Linked DNA regions of Gossypium hirsutum: region 1 is linked to region 2. A link is a contact called in public Hi-C data. All regions are on one chromosome and are shown on one strand. The core of a region is the stretch at or near the end of the contact, and the rest is flanking DNA. Distances in the headings are between cores, read along the strand shown. Region 1 has its middle 18 kb from the start of LOC107901570. Region 2 holds the start of LOC107901567 (eukaryotic translation initiation factor 3 subunit L).

Region 1 (2,887 bases), core at 335-2,834, 58 kb after region 2:
ATTTCATGATTTGAAAATATAATTTGATAAAAAAATTCTTTCAAATATTTAATTTTAATAATTAATAATAACTTAAATCATAAATATTAAAAATTAGTAAACTAAATTAGAATTTCTATTTAATAAAATTAAAACTTGAAAAATAATATATATTGTAAAGGAATATTTTATGTTTATTTTTATAACATAACCGTTTTTATTTAATTTTAGTATTATATTAGTTAACTTATTATTGTTAAATATTAAATTAAAATATAAAAGTATTTTTATTAAATTTTATCTTCAAATTATTTTAAATAAAAAATGAATAGCAAAATTTAATTAAAAAAATTTAACTTTAATGAAAAAATTCAATCAAATAAAAGTAAAGCCACAGAATTCAATTCAAAATTAAAATATAGTGATAAATTTATCTATAATCTATAAGAATAATAATAAATATCAATCAAAGTGAAATAAAATAGTAAATTTCGATTTCCATTTAAAGTATAATGACAAATTAATATATTAACATTTAATAAAACGATTTTTAAAAGCTGCCATATATATTAATTCTTTTAAAATTAAAATAAAAATAAAAAACAGTAAACTTGAAAAAAGAAAAAAAAATCATGATGCCATTAAAAAGTATATATATGGACAGGTGTCCATCAATGGCTCATTTGGGGATTATTTTCATAAGTATAGATGTTATGCTTTAATTTATTTGATTGTAAAATTTTTTAAATGATAATGATAAATTTTGTTATTAATATTTATATTTATTATTTTTTGTAATTTTTATTTTTATTTTTTGAGTTAAATTTCGCTTTCAACTTTTTTTAAATGAGTTGAATTAACCATCAATATTTTAAAAAGAGTCACATTATTGTTTTTTTAATGAAAATATTAATTAAAGCGTTAAATTCTAAACATAGCATCCCACATGACAATTCATACTTCATGCTATTTTTTTAATTTATAAAATTCTTTTTGAATATTTCTATTTTTTGAATAATTTTATAATTTTAAATTATTTGTTGGTGTAGTATATAAGAAAAATAGTATCATTTCAGTATGAAGTACATGTAAACTATCATGCTGGTTACCACTTCAACATTGTTAAAAAAACTAATATTTTAGTCAACATTTTCATTAAAAAAAGAAGAAGATGGTTTAACTCTTTTTGAAATATTGATCATCAAATTTAACTTAAAAAATCATAAAATGAATAAAAATATGGAAAAATTTATTTTCATAAAAGGATCCGAAATTAGAGGAAAAAAAACAAAATTCTCTGTATTATTTTAAGGTGACTTTATGGTTATTAAAATATTTTTTTTACTAAATTGTCATTAAAAAATTCTGCTCAATCTTATGATTTATACTTTTTTTTTCCAAAAAAAAATCACATAGAGTGATAGAAAATTTTTTTTAACACTACTGTTTTGACACATAATATTATTAATTAATAAAATCAAAATAATTAAAGTAGAAACGAAATTTCAAATTTAATAAAAAATTGGAGGCAAAAATCATGATTTGACCAATTGTTAATGTTGGGTCGATCTTGGGTTAGCCTTGGTCTTGTCAAGGTCCTCGCTTTAGGCCTCTTCTGGGTTTGATTTGCTACTTGGTCTTATAGATCATTGGGCCTAACTCAACCAATTTTATTTTTATTAATTTATAATTAATTTTAAATTTTCATGATTAAAATTTTTATATAAAAATATTTTTTGAATTATTTATTATATTACTTGAAACTTTATTTTATTAACATATTTACGGGGAAGCTAGAAATTGTTGGAAATAAATTTATAAATTTTTTATATTAAAACTAAAAATCTAATTTTAAAAGAAAGTAGATGTATTTATGAATTAGGTGGGACAACGTATTGTAAATGATTAACGTAATCTTACCAACCATATTTTTTTATTTTTTAATATATAAATTTCTTTTATTAAAATTATAAACCTATAAAACTTAACATATTTTAAATATTCACATCACAATATAATACATTTAATTATATATATAATTAAAAAAAAAAGAAGCTGAACTTAAGCTTTGAATATTGAATATAATAATTTTGTTTGGGAAATAAATTTTAAAGGTGGGAAGGAATCCAATTAAAAGTGGTGCTGAACGGCCATTGGGGTCCTTTCACTTTCTAAAACAACTTTACCTAAAGCTATACGTGGGATTAAATTCAATCCCCCTCTCAACATATCATTAAGAGATTAACCTCAATTCTTGTTGTTCAATAATTGGTAAACTTTACTCACTCCAGCTTTAACTTCTTCAACAATTTTCTACTTAACTTTAAATTAACTACCACCACATCACTTCATTGTTACTTCTTAATTGTAAGTTTTCAAGTTTTCTTTTTGGAAAGTTTCACTTGTACCAAATAATTCTATTGATAAATGTCAATAGTAATATATTTTAGCTTCATTCTTATTGTATTTTTGGGTGCTTCTATGGGATTAATTGTGAATTATATATAACTAATCTTTTATATTCATGTTTTGATGCTTAATAGAGCACTTGGGAGCAATAGGAGTGAAAAACAAGTGGAAATTAAAACATTGGAGCATTCTGAAAGCTGCACACATGCAGCATATTTTCACCTGGGCAGACCTTATGAACCATATAGGTGTGTGGATTTTGGGAACCATGTGTGCAAACAGCTGAAAATTATGTCTTTTTATATTTTTTTAACACTTTGAGAATCTATATGTAATACCTCGAAAATTACTACAATAAGAAAGTGAGATATTATCTTTGATATAATAAAATAAGGAAATAAAGTGATAAAAAGGGGAATTTTGAGTTATGTCAACACTAGGAAGTATATTATGATATATTAATTCAAGAAAGAACTAAATCGCAAAAGTGAGAAAAGTT
Region 2 (3,001 bases), core at 101-2,600:
TGACGGAGAAGAGCGATTTCTTGCTCGGTTTTATTCTTCATTTTAGCTCTGTATTGACAAAAACTCTGGAATTGGTACACAAACTCATCCACCATGTCCCACAACCATTGATTAGGTAACTGCATGTTAACTACCCTATGCAACACAACCTGAACCAAAACCAAACCAATAAAATCTAGGATGAGCAAAATCTATCCAAACTAACTAACTTAACTGATAGCCTCAAGTCAAGTCAGTTATAATTCGATTATGTCAGCCATTAAATAGGTTAAGTCAATCAGTAATCAATTATTGACTTTGTAACTAAATAGACCCCTTAGTCAACTAATATATATTATTTTAATTTTCTAAATATGTATAATTTATAATAAACATATCATATATAAAATTTTAACCAAAGCCCCCAACTGATTCCGTATTTCATTTCTCATGCTTAGAAGAAAACAAGAGAAAAAGGAAAAAAAATAAATTTTCAGTTTAACCGACTGAAACGATCCAAGTTAAGACAATACACTCGATGGGCTTCTTGATTATGAGATTGATCAATAAGGATAAGTCAATCGGTTAGTCGAATAAAGTATCAAATTCATCAGTTAAGTTGATTTTCTACAACTGAACCTATCAATTGCACTTCCATAATCAAATTAATCGGCGTCACAAAATCACAGATACTGATACATAGTTTAATCGACCGAACGACCGAAGTTAAGGCAGTATAATCTATGAGTTAGTTGATTAGGAGATTGATCAGTTAATTCGATCGGTTAGTTGATTAAGGTATGAAATTGATCAGTTAAGTCGAATTTCGATTTTTACTCAGTTGCTCTTCGAATTCCATAATCAATTAATCGGCGTCACCAAATCACAGATATTCATACACAATTTATAAGTAATTACCTGAAAGAGGCTACAATAATTATCCCAAGAATCGATCCTCTGCTTAAGAGTGGGAGAAAGGCGAGCATAGAGATGGCGGAACCACATCTCACGGTAAAGGAGGCAAAAGACTTGGTCGTTGTCGACGTAATGAGCGACGGCGTCAACGGAGGGCCAAGGAGTGTCTTTGAAGAGGCGGTCGGAGAGGGTTTGGAATGAGATCTCGTACATTTGGTGAATCTCGTACACATTTTTCTCGCGAATGTGACGGTATAAGTGGACGACAAACGACCTAACGGAGTCGGGAACGAAGTTCGGGTCGTAGCCAAGGTCTTGGTGGCGGCCTTCGTCGTAGGTGGCGGGAGCCTCCTCGTAATCATAGGTGGTTGCCATTGCTGAAGTCGAGGCCCACGATGAAGGAACTCGAGAGCATGGACCGTCGACTGTGAAACGAGAGTGGGGGAGAAATTAGGGTTTAGTGAAGAAAGAACATTATAAAAGTTGTTGGGCTCAATTTGTGGCCCATTCCCATGATTTAAATCTAATCAAACCCACCAATTCTAATGAAATATGAGAAATTAAATGCAAAAAAAGAATTCATATATTTTTAATATAAACATATACAGTATCAAGTTGATTAAGATGAGCAATTTGATACAAATAATTTATATCTAATCATTTACCAATTTAACCCCTTTCAAAATTCAATTTGTATAAACTTTTACTTGCCCAGGAGACAAATTATTAAAAGAAAATATAATTTTACATTTATTTTCCTATTTTTAGTTGATTGCACAAAACATTCTAAAATTATATCAAAATAGTAATACCTCATAATTGATACTATATTAATCATAACAACATAGCTCAAACTTTTCATATTTATTTTAAGTACCCATATCCAACACTCATGTCTAACACATGAATGTGGAGACCAGATCTCCAAAAATCCTCCAAATACATGAACAAAATTCATTCATGAGTCGAGTAATATAAAAATCAAGTAATACTCACACTTAGGATGATGAAAGGCACAATCAGGTGAATAACTTTGAGTGATTTCTTTTTTCTTTCAATTACTGAATTTTGAAGTTTTGAGGACCTAGTCCGGCAAGTAAACAAGCTATACAAGAAAGACTAGTTAAAACGCTCTTTCATGGCTAGGGCTCAAAACACAAAAGGACAACAGCTCACCCTGGCTGGTGAACTTTTCACAAGCTATCAAAGTCGGTTACTGTGCCCGACAACCGGACATCATGATTGTTGCTACAGTTAAAAGCTGTTCTGCTCATGAGCTATTGGTATTTGGTTCAATGGCTCTTAAGCTTGAGCTTCCACACTCCAAAATTTCCCCAAAAAAGTGTGAACACTGGGAGACTTGATACATGAATCACACTCTCTGCCTGTTAGAACTTGTACGTGTTACGTGAGGCACTTCGTGGTAACTCTCAGGTTCATCTTCTTCATCAGATGATAGAAGGGATGATCCCATCCACGCTTTGAAGCCTTCATTAACACGCCTTTCCACATCTGGGGTGACTTCCAAGGGGTTAGCCTCCAACATTTCTAAACCAAGGGTTTGACTACCAAATTCTCCTTCATCAAGAATTATGGCTGCTCTCCTTCTTAGGAAGATGGCAGTTCCTCCATATAGAATCACCAGCCCCATGAAGCAATCTCGTAGCACCAAAACAGGGGCAAAGAGCAGCTACTTCCTAATGTGAGGAGGCTTGAGCCCAAGAACAAAGCAAGAAGACCAAAAATGAGAGCAAAAACCGCATTCAAAATAGACAAGCAGCGAACTCCACCTGTAGATTGGAATAAAGTTACTATGGCATCTCAACATTTATGTTGTTCAGACTCTTCATTTTTCTTGAAATACTCGTGTCTGACACTCATATCCAACACACGAATATGGAGATATGACTTCCAAAGATCCTCCAAATACATGGAATAACTTTTAAAACTAACCATATCTGATCTATGAAATCTATACATCCATATATGGGAAAAAAAGAGGCAAAATAGTAGTTATATGGAAGCAAGAAAATATTAGCAGTTAGGTGACCTCGAAGAAAACCTAGCATATGGATAAGTACTCAAGCTGCTAATTCTGTTCATAGCT

The links. A called contact is a pair of places that touch in the nucleus more often than the background predicts.
Region 1: a contact with region 2 is called in a Hi-C map of leaf, with 2.1 times the contacts expected there. The contact joins the enhancer-like site here to the promoter of LOC107901567 in region 2. A contact is called at or near these places in 8 of 34 Hi-C or Micro-C datasets (all in leaf).

What each region holds. Positions count from the first base shown.
Region 1 is chrD06:22,032,462-22,035,348 of Gossypium_hirsutum_v2.1, forward strand. No RefSeq gene overlaps it. Among protein-coding and RNA genes, the nearest start is that of LOC107901570, 18 kb to the left of the region's middle. Within about 2 kb of position 1,585, at least 1 of the 9 cell types and tissues checked has an H3K27ac peak or open chromatin away from gene starts, as enhancers often do. A contact at or near this core is called in leaf, where this site is marked.
Region 2 is chrD06:21,974,621-21,977,621 of Gossypium_hirsutum_v2.1, forward strand. It overlaps LOC107901567 (eukaryotic translation initiation factor 3 subunit L), which reads right to left and starts at 1,351. Exons shown (of 8, transcript XM_016827625.2): 1 at 898-1,351; 2 at 1-149. The coding sequence starts at 1,269. It also overlaps LOC107901568.